3 separate regions of the Mus musculus genome follow, and all the other regions are linked to region 1. Evidence: chromatin contacts called from public Hi-C and promoter capture Hi-C data. All regions are on one chromosome and are shown on one strand. Each heading gives the region's core, a stretch centred on a gene start, on an enhancer-like site or on the middle of the called end of the contact. The rest is flanking DNA. Distances are from core to core; before and after follow the strand shown. Region 1 holds the start of Klhl11 (kelch-like 11). Region 2 holds the start of Ccr7 (chemokine (C-C motif) receptor 7). Region 3 holds the start of Nbr1 (NBR1, autophagy cargo receptor).

Evidence for each region. Hi-C and Micro-C count contacts between places; a contact is called where the count stands out from the background. Capture Hi-C pulls out chosen DNA fragments and counts their contacts.
Region 2: a Hi-C map of B cells shows a contact between it and region 1, with 7 read pairs. The contact joins the promoter of Ccr7 here to the promoter of Klhl11 in region 1. A contact is called at or near these places in 5 of 39 promoter capture datasets (hippocampal neurons, liver, pre-B cells and 1 more) and 1 of 484 Hi-C or Micro-C datasets (B cells).
Region 3: a promoter capture Hi-C map of liver shows a contact between it and region 1, with 3 times the contacts expected there. The contact joins the promoter of Nbr1 here to the promoter of Klhl11 in region 1. A contact is called at or near these places in 3 of 39 promoter capture datasets (embryonic stem cells, hippocampal neurons and pre-B cells), 2 of 115 datasets of contacts at active chromatin or transcription factors (large pre-B cells and pancreatic cancer cells) and 2 of 9 other capture datasets (adipose tissue and liver).

Annotation. Positions count from the first base shown.
Region 1 is chr11:100,471,415-100,474,098 of GRCm38.p6, reverse strand. Klhl11 (kelch-like 11) reads left to right here and starts at 1,317. Exons shown (of 2, transcript NM_172565.2): 1 at 1,317-1,918. The coding sequence starts at 1,371.
Region 2 is chr11:99,153,741-99,156,424 of GRCm38.p6, reverse strand. It overlaps Ccr7 (chemokine (C-C motif) receptor 7), which reads left to right and starts at 1,348. Exons shown (of 3, transcript NM_007719.2): 1 at 1,348-1,436. The coding sequence starts at 1,427.
Region 3 is chr11:101,551,304-101,553,987 of GRCm38.p6, reverse strand. It overlaps Nbr1 (NBR1, autophagy cargo receptor), which reads right to left and starts at 1,334. Exons shown (of 24, transcript NM_008676.3): 1 at 1,033-1,334. It overlaps Brca1 (breast cancer 1, early onset), which reads left to right and starts at 2,033. Exons shown (of 23, transcript NM_009764.3): 1 at 2,033-2,219.

The sequences.
Region 1 (2,684 bases), core at 68-2,567:
TAGTGATGTTCATTAAATTGTGCTTTGTACTCCACACGAATACCCTACCATAAAAATAAATAAATGTAATTTTTAGGGCTATTTACTTATTGGTGCTGGGGTGACTAAACTGCCCTGGTTTCTTTTTTTTTGTTTTTGTTTTTCGAGACAGGGTTTCTCTGTGTAGCCCTGGCTGTCCTGGAACTCACTCTGTAGACCAGGCTGGCCTCGAACTCAGAAATCTGCCTGCCTCTGCCTCCCGAGTGCTGGGATTAAAGAAGTGCGCCACCACGCCAGGCTTGCCCTGGTTTCTTACATAGCTCATGTTAAATTGGGTGTGCTCGCCGGGCAATGGTGGCGCATGCCTTTAATCCCAGCACTTGGGAGGCAGAGGCAGGTGGATTTCTGAGTTCGAGGCCAGCCTGGTCTACAAAGTGAGTTCCAGGACAGCCATAGCTACACAGAGAAACCCTGTCTCAAAAAACAAAACAAAAAACAAACAAACAAAACAAAACAAAATTGGGTGTGCTCAGGAACATTTTAGTAATCCCAAAATCCAGGAGAAGAATCAGGAGTTCAAAGTCATCCTTAACTACACAGCAAGTGTGTGGCCACCTTGGGCTACATGAGAGACACCTGCAAAAATAAATAACTTTAACGAAGTTATTTTTCTTTATACTGCCCCCCTCCTGGATTGGAAAGATAGTTTAGCAGTTAGGAGTACTCTCTCAGAGAATCAGTTTGATTGTTGGCTCCCAACACCCTTATCAGGGGGGTTTTAACCGCCTTTAACTCCAGCTACTGGGAATCTAACACCTACCTGTCCTCTGTAGGACCTGTGCACAGACACTTTGATAAGAATAAAATTTAAAAATTACTTTCTCTCCAAAGTCAATCGTTTTGTGTTTTAAGACGGGGTTTCTCTGTGTATTCCTGGCTGTCCTTTCTGAGACTAGGTCCTCGAACTCAGGGAGATCAGCCTGCCTCTGCCTCCCAAGTGCTGGGATTGGCACAGGCCAGCAGAGGCAGGGGTAAGGTGGATCTCTGTGAGTTCCAGGCTATCATGGTCTACAAAGTTAAAAAACAAACAAACAAACAAAAAATGTGTGTGCGTGTGATGGCGAGGATACACTCCAAAGCAACATAAAGTAGAAGAAAATTCAACAAAACAAGCACAGGGGGCCACCATAATGGAGGGGCGAGAAAAGGTAGACCTGAGTTTTTTTCTGGCTCCGAGAACTGCGCTTGCCTCGCTAGAGGGCGTAAGCACGGCAGAAGTGCGCAGGCGCGGCTCCGCCCCGCGCGCACTATTTAATCCCAGAATGCCTCTGTGTCGCATCAGACTTGCCGCACCGTTCGGAAGCTGAGGGGGCCGGTACGGCGGCGTCAAGATGGCGGCGGCTGTGGCGGCGGCAGCTGCCGCTGCGGCCGCGGCTGCATCTTTTCAAGTGCTGGAGATGGAGAGCATGGAGACTGCCGTCGCCGGTTCCGCGAGCCTGGCCGCTGAGGTCCGAGGCAGTGGCACGGTAGACTTCGTGACCGGGGCCGGCATCTCTACCCTCGTCGACACGGGCGGGAGCGATCCGGGCCCAGAGGCCGAGGACTTCGAGTGCAGCACTCACTGCTCCGAGTTGTCCTGGCGGCAGAACGAGCAGCGGCGTCAAGGCCTGTTCTGCGACATCACCCTGTGCTTCGGCGGGGCCGGAGGTCGCGAGTTCCGTGCCCACCGCTCGGTGCTGGCCGCTGCCACCGAGTACTTCACGCCCTTACTCTCGGGTCAGTTTTCGGAATCGCGCTCGGGCCGGGTGGAGATGCGCAAGTGGAGCTCAGAGCCCGGACCCGAACCTGACACGGTGGAAGCCGTTATCGAGTACATGTACACCGGCCGCATCCGAGTGAGCACCGGCAGCGTGCACGAGGTGCTGGAGCTGGCCGACAGGTGAGACGACCGTGGGCGAGCGAGGGCTGGGTTGGGGGGTGGGGGGCAGTGTCTGTGGTGCCAGCTCCCTCATTATGCCCGCGACGGGACAGCCACCGCGCCTGGCACTGAGGATGCCCCCTGAGAGTCTAGCTTGTGCGCATTGCACCCCTGAGCGCAGATTTCAGGTGGTAGGGACAAAGGCGATGAAAAACGGTGGGTCGTGTTCGACTCCTGTGATGATGACATTTAAAAAACGGTGAAGGGCTAGCTACGGATCGGAGGAAATGTCATTTAAACCAGCTTCGCAGTGGCAAGAGAAATTGGCCGTACAAAAGGGAATGGGTGCACATTACAGGCTTCCCAAAGGCCTCAGTCAGGGTCCAGGCTGGCTTAGAGAAGAAAGGACGTTAAAAAGAAAATCCAGCGATTCCGGATATGCTGGGTTTAAAGACCAGAGGGTGTGTGTGAGGAATGTTTGGATTTTATTGAGTGTGATGGATGGGAAACTGGGTAGAGAGATTATCTGATTTTAATATTTAAATACGAAATATTTAAATATTTCAAAAGTGAAAAGTGGATTGTGGAAAATGGATTGTGGGGAGCCAGAAAGGACGCCACAGAGGTTGGTTCGGAGGCAGGTGGAGATGCTGGTACTGTTACAAATCCTTTAACACATACCTCTGGAGCGCTAGACACTGACCTCGTTACAGTGCTGGGGGAGGGGGTATATCCAGCAGTGATCAAAACACATGAAAATCCTTTTCCTTATCAAACTCTCTGATGT
Region 2 (2,684 bases), core at 99-2,598, 1.3 Mb after region 1:
AAATTTACAGGTGTCTCTCCTGGAAATGGAACATTTAGATATTTGCTCTAGAACTCAATGGCCACCCACAGTCCCCACATGATCTCTATGCTTGTTTTAAACCCACTCCTTGGACTGGGGAGGTGGCTTAGTAGCTAACAGAGAATTGCCCCACAAACACGAGGAACTGAGTCCAAATCCCAGAACCCTCATAAGCAGCTTGGCAGTAGCATGAGCATTCGTCATCCTAGCAGTCCCCCAAGGAGATGGGAAGCAGAGACAAGAGACCACGCACCCAGAAGGCCAGCTCACCTTAGTATAGAATGGGGCACTCAATAAAGACGTGATACCTGCAACAGAATGGAAGTAGGCTGACACCTGACATTGTCTCTGATCTTCACACGTGCAATGGCATAAAATCCCCACATTCACGCATACGATCGCACACATACACGTGTGTACACACACCATACACACCACACAGGCACAACAATTAAAAATGCCAATAAATATATCAATCAGTTTCCCTGTGGGGGAAAATGGGTGTGGTCACAAAGAATAAAAAAAGTAAAATAAAAATAGGCCAGGCATGGTGGCATATGTCTTTAATACCAGCACTCGGGAGGCAGATGCAGGTAGATCTCCATGGGTTCGAGGCTAGCTAGGTCCACAGAACAAGTTCTAGGACAATCATGGCACTGACAAAAATAAAATAAAATAAAATAAAATAAAATAAAATAAAATAAATAAATAAATAAATAAATAAATAAATAAAATCTCTTCTTGGGGAACCAGTTTGGATAATGACTTAGACTTGATGTCCTCTCGGTTAGTAGAGAAAGCCGAGGGGCTCCAGGCACCCTCATATCTAGCATCTAGGTCCTGTGATGTTTAGCTTAAGTACTAAAAATAAACACTCAAACTTTCACTTCGTGGTTGTGTCACTGAAGCCTTGCTGGCCGGACCGTTCAACAGACCTCACCCTGGCTGCGCAGGTGTATGTCGGGGCTGCCTGGCGGCTGCTGGGACAATAGCCACTGATCAAGTTCATACTGAAAGGGAGACTTTTATTCAAAACCAAGAGAAGGATGCAAGTACACCTCTGACTCCCGAGCCTCAGCCTATCTCACCCCACAGCAGCCACCCAGGCGTGCTTGGCACTCACAGATGTAAGCAGCTCCTCCCTGAGTCTCTACAAGGCACTACTACCAGGGGCTTTCTGAAGGCAAACGACTCAGTGATTCAGGATCCTATGACAGCCGAATGTGGTTATCACATACCTTGTGGCCCAGGAAGACTCTGAGGGGTGGGACAGGAGTGGGAGGGGCTCTGGAACAACTTAAAAGGGGCTCTTACCACTTCCTCCCTGCCAGAGAGGGCTAGCTGGAGAGAGACAAGAACCAAAAGCACAGCCTTCCTGTGTGATTTCTACAGCCCCCAGAGCACCATGGACCCAGGTAAGTAAGCTTTCTCTTAAGAGAAGTCAAAACTTCTGACACAAAGCCAGACTCTAGGGCAATGAACATGCATGGGGGATAGGGGTCATGGGGGGGGGGGGGAGTTTCCAGAGCAATCAGGGCAGTTGGTGTGAACTGGTGGCTGCTTTCAGAGAATGCCATCCCGTTGGATGAGGCATTGGAGAGAGGATGTACCTGCTCTTTCAGACCCAGGGGAAGGAACAGCTGTGGATGCCAAGACAGACACAGGCATAAAGTTGGGTCCTCTCAAGCAGCAGGCAATGAACAGCCTGGTAGACTGACCTTGATGCCTGGATAGAACACGTTCTCAGCTGGTAGGGATGGGTGATGTTCTCTGGCACCTCTGGGGACTAAGAAAATTCTCTTTAGAGAGTTCAGGACACCCTGCTCCCACTCTGGGTCCCTCCTTTCTGTCCTGTTAAACCAGGATTTGAATCTCCTTGCTCACGAGAAGAGTGAAACTGATGGAAACTGTGCTGTGCATAGTGCAATACAAATACTAGCTGCCACCTCTGCCTCTTGTTGTCTCTGCCTGTCATCTGTCTGTCTGTCTCTGTCTGTCTTCCTCCCTCCCTTCCTCCCTCCTACACATCCCAGGTTTTGTGCCTCTTGCAGGTTAAAGGGTGAATGACTAACATAAAATTGAGTGGCCCAGGGGGCACTCCACGTAGAGAAACTGTAGCCAGCACAGCACAGCCCCTAAAACAAAGCCCACACACCACAGCCCTCTCTATAACAAGCTATTCTACCAGGCAAGCCTCAGTGTCTACTATAGCAAAGTGCCAAGGGGAGTCCAGCTCCAGACACCCCAGTTACACATCTTAAATCTCGGCTGCAGAGTCAGACTCGGCTGGGGCTGGAGGGGCCAAGTTCCTAGAGTTCCGCTCACCAGCCTCAAAGCCACAAGGGGTTGACTTTAAAAAGTGAAGGTTCCCTGGTGCTGTCCTCACACCCCCTCCAAGCCACACCACAGCCAGCAGCATCTTTATCTGTCTCTCCTGCCCAGCGTGCATTGCACCCTAGATCTAGATCCAGCTGTGGAAGGTATATAGTGGGGTCCACCTCTGCTGGCTATGAACTCATGGGAAGCAGGATTTTGTTCTTACACCTCTGCCTCTCAGATGTTTTGGGTGTAAGTAAAAAGTGTTGATGGGAGGGAGGGAGAGAGGGATGGAGGAATGGATGGATGGATGGATGGATGGATGGATGGATGGATGGATGGATGTG
Region 3 (2,684 bases), core at 85-2,584, 1.1 Mb before region 1:
CTTTAAACCAGAAAAACAAAGTGACCAAAATGTAAAAATTGTGAAACACACTTTCCAACTTCAAGAAATACTCTTCCACTCTTTTCTGTCTGGAAGGAAACTATTCTTCCCCGTTCTGAAATTACACAAGTGGGAATTAGTTTCCATACTTTGGAGCAACCAGCTGTTCTGCCCATGGGAGAAAACAGGAAGTAGGCGGTTCTAGTTTAGCTGGCCAATATACAGGTCTTCATAAAGGGCTTACGTGTGAAAATTCTTTCAGCCAGAGCAATCATCTTGAACTTGTGAAAATATCAAAAGTACAGTTAACCACATCTATACCTGAAGGTTTACCTCCAGCAGTCAGGTAGCTGGGCCTAAGCCTGCACTTTCCTAAATGGCACTGTAAACTCATACCTATTGACTCACGTTCATGTGGCTAAGTCAGCTTTTCCTCACGTGATTATTTTTCAACCCCGACAAATAATTTTAATAAAGCCAATTTGGGAATCTGAACTTCATTTTCTATACCAGAAGCTGGCACAAGCAACCTGAGTTTTAAAATGTGTCATCTGAAAGGTGGGTGTTTGACATAACGGGAAAAACGATGCCTTTCTAATTTGGAAGGTCCTAGCTCAAGATATCTTCCTTCAATAGAGCCTTAAAAATAGGAAAGGGACAGAATGAGGAAGATGTATGTCCTTTCTTGTCGCAGACTTAATCCCAGTCTTCCAGTAATGGTTTCCCGGAACTCCATGTCCCCAGGACAGTGAGTGTCACCACCATCGAAGCCCTCTTTATGTTCTGGGGGGGATCGAGACCTTTTCTTAGCAGAAACTGGCCCTTCTAAGCCATGAACTGTCTCCCTCAGGCAGTATCCACCCCCCACTATCGATGACAACCCAAGCGACTCCCTCATCTGGTCACTGAAAAGACTGGCTGCCCCTGAACACGGAAAGTCACTCCTCTTTGCAAGATTTTCCCCTTGAACTTCCCCGAGCACTCTAAGAACGGCGTGCCCCTACTTCTAGGTAACAGTGGTAGCTTCCTTACCAGCTTTCCGCCCACGGGGGGCGCTTGCCAGTGGCCAGTGCAAGGACCGTTCGCGGCCAGCTCGCCTGCTATCCCTGCGGGGTGAATCTAACATGGCGGACAGAGACCGGGCCTAGTCCCATGTTTCCCGGAGTTTTCCACAAGATGATTGGCTCTTTCTATCTGCCCCTCAAAATAACCTCTCTACCGATTGGTCAGTGCTGCGTTGGCAAGGGAGGGACAGAAGCTCTCTGAACCGCATAACAATAACAAACACCCAGGCCGAGGGGCGGAACTAGCGCGCAGAAGTCAGCTGGTTGGATTTCCCTTTCCCAAGCCGATTGGCCACCCTCTGCTTTTCCCAGGTCACTGACATTGGCGGACTAGTTACCCGAGAATCGCGGGGCTGGACGGGAATTGTAGTCTTCCTGGAACCCACAGCTCCTTTTAGTCTATTTTCTGTGCACAAAACACGAACACAGAACGCTGCGATTCATAGCAGCTAAGACGCATAACTGCGAGGAGGTCTCCGCTGTACCGACTGGGTTCCTGTGGTACTCGTGCCTGCTTCCGGTGTGAGAAGCTCTTTTCCCGTAAGACTACACTTTCCAAGAGATGCTGTGGAGAAGGCCTTTCGTTCCGCAATGCATGCTGGAATTGGTAGTTCTTCTTACACAAGTCTCTTATTTACCGAAACTGGAGACTTCCATGGCAGGAAGGCTGAGGGAGGGATGAGACCTCGTTTTGCAACTGCTTTGGGCACTACCTTGCGCTCATATTCCGGCCTCAGGGAGCGATTCCCACCCTTTGTACAGAACTACTGTGACGTAATAAGCAGGCGTAGATGCGAAGGGGCTGCCTAAGAGAAACCTCGAAATTCTTTCTCTTCCGTCTCTTTCTAGTGACGACATACAGGAAAAAAAAAGACTAGGTAGCCAATCGCAAACCCAGAAACAGTTTCAGCACCCCCCCCCCCCAACTCGCTCCTCCCTTCCCTTCCGCTGACGTGTCTGGATCTTGTGTTCCGAAAGGCTAGCGCTAGGCGCCAAGCGGCCGGTTTCCTTGGCGACGGAGAGCGCGGGAATTTTAGATAGATTGTAATTGCGGCTGCGCGGCCGCTGCCCGTGCAGCCAGAGGATCCAGCACCTCTCTTGGGGCTTCTCCGTCCTCGGCGCTTGGAAGTACGGATCTTTTTTCTCGGAGAAAAGGTGAGACAGCCCTGAGGAACAGAAAGGGTACCCCGGAATACTCATATGAAAGGCAGGAAGCTGCTGGTGGAGACGGGTGTTTACTGATTAGGAAAGTACCTGGGGCGGAACCAAAGGGTCCCAGACGTTTTCAAACAGGACTCTTGGGAAGGGTGCAGTTTGTGCATTCCCGGGGGCAGCTGTGAGGAAGAGGGCAAAGGATCTACGAGGGGGAGTTCTGGCTGTAATCGTATCTTGAAGGTTGTATACGGATGCGGGCTAAAGGATGAGAGGAAAGGCGGGCAGAAGTGTGGCAGGGAAGAGGGGGGAAAAACGGAGTTTGTGGAGGGAAACTCCTGAAGAACTAGACCCGAGTACATTTCACAGAAGGTTCTAGAAGGGAAGTACATAAGGGAATGGCAATAGTAATGAATGCTGTTGGCAGAGAAGACGTGTTTAAAGAGAGCCTTAACAGGGAAACATCCA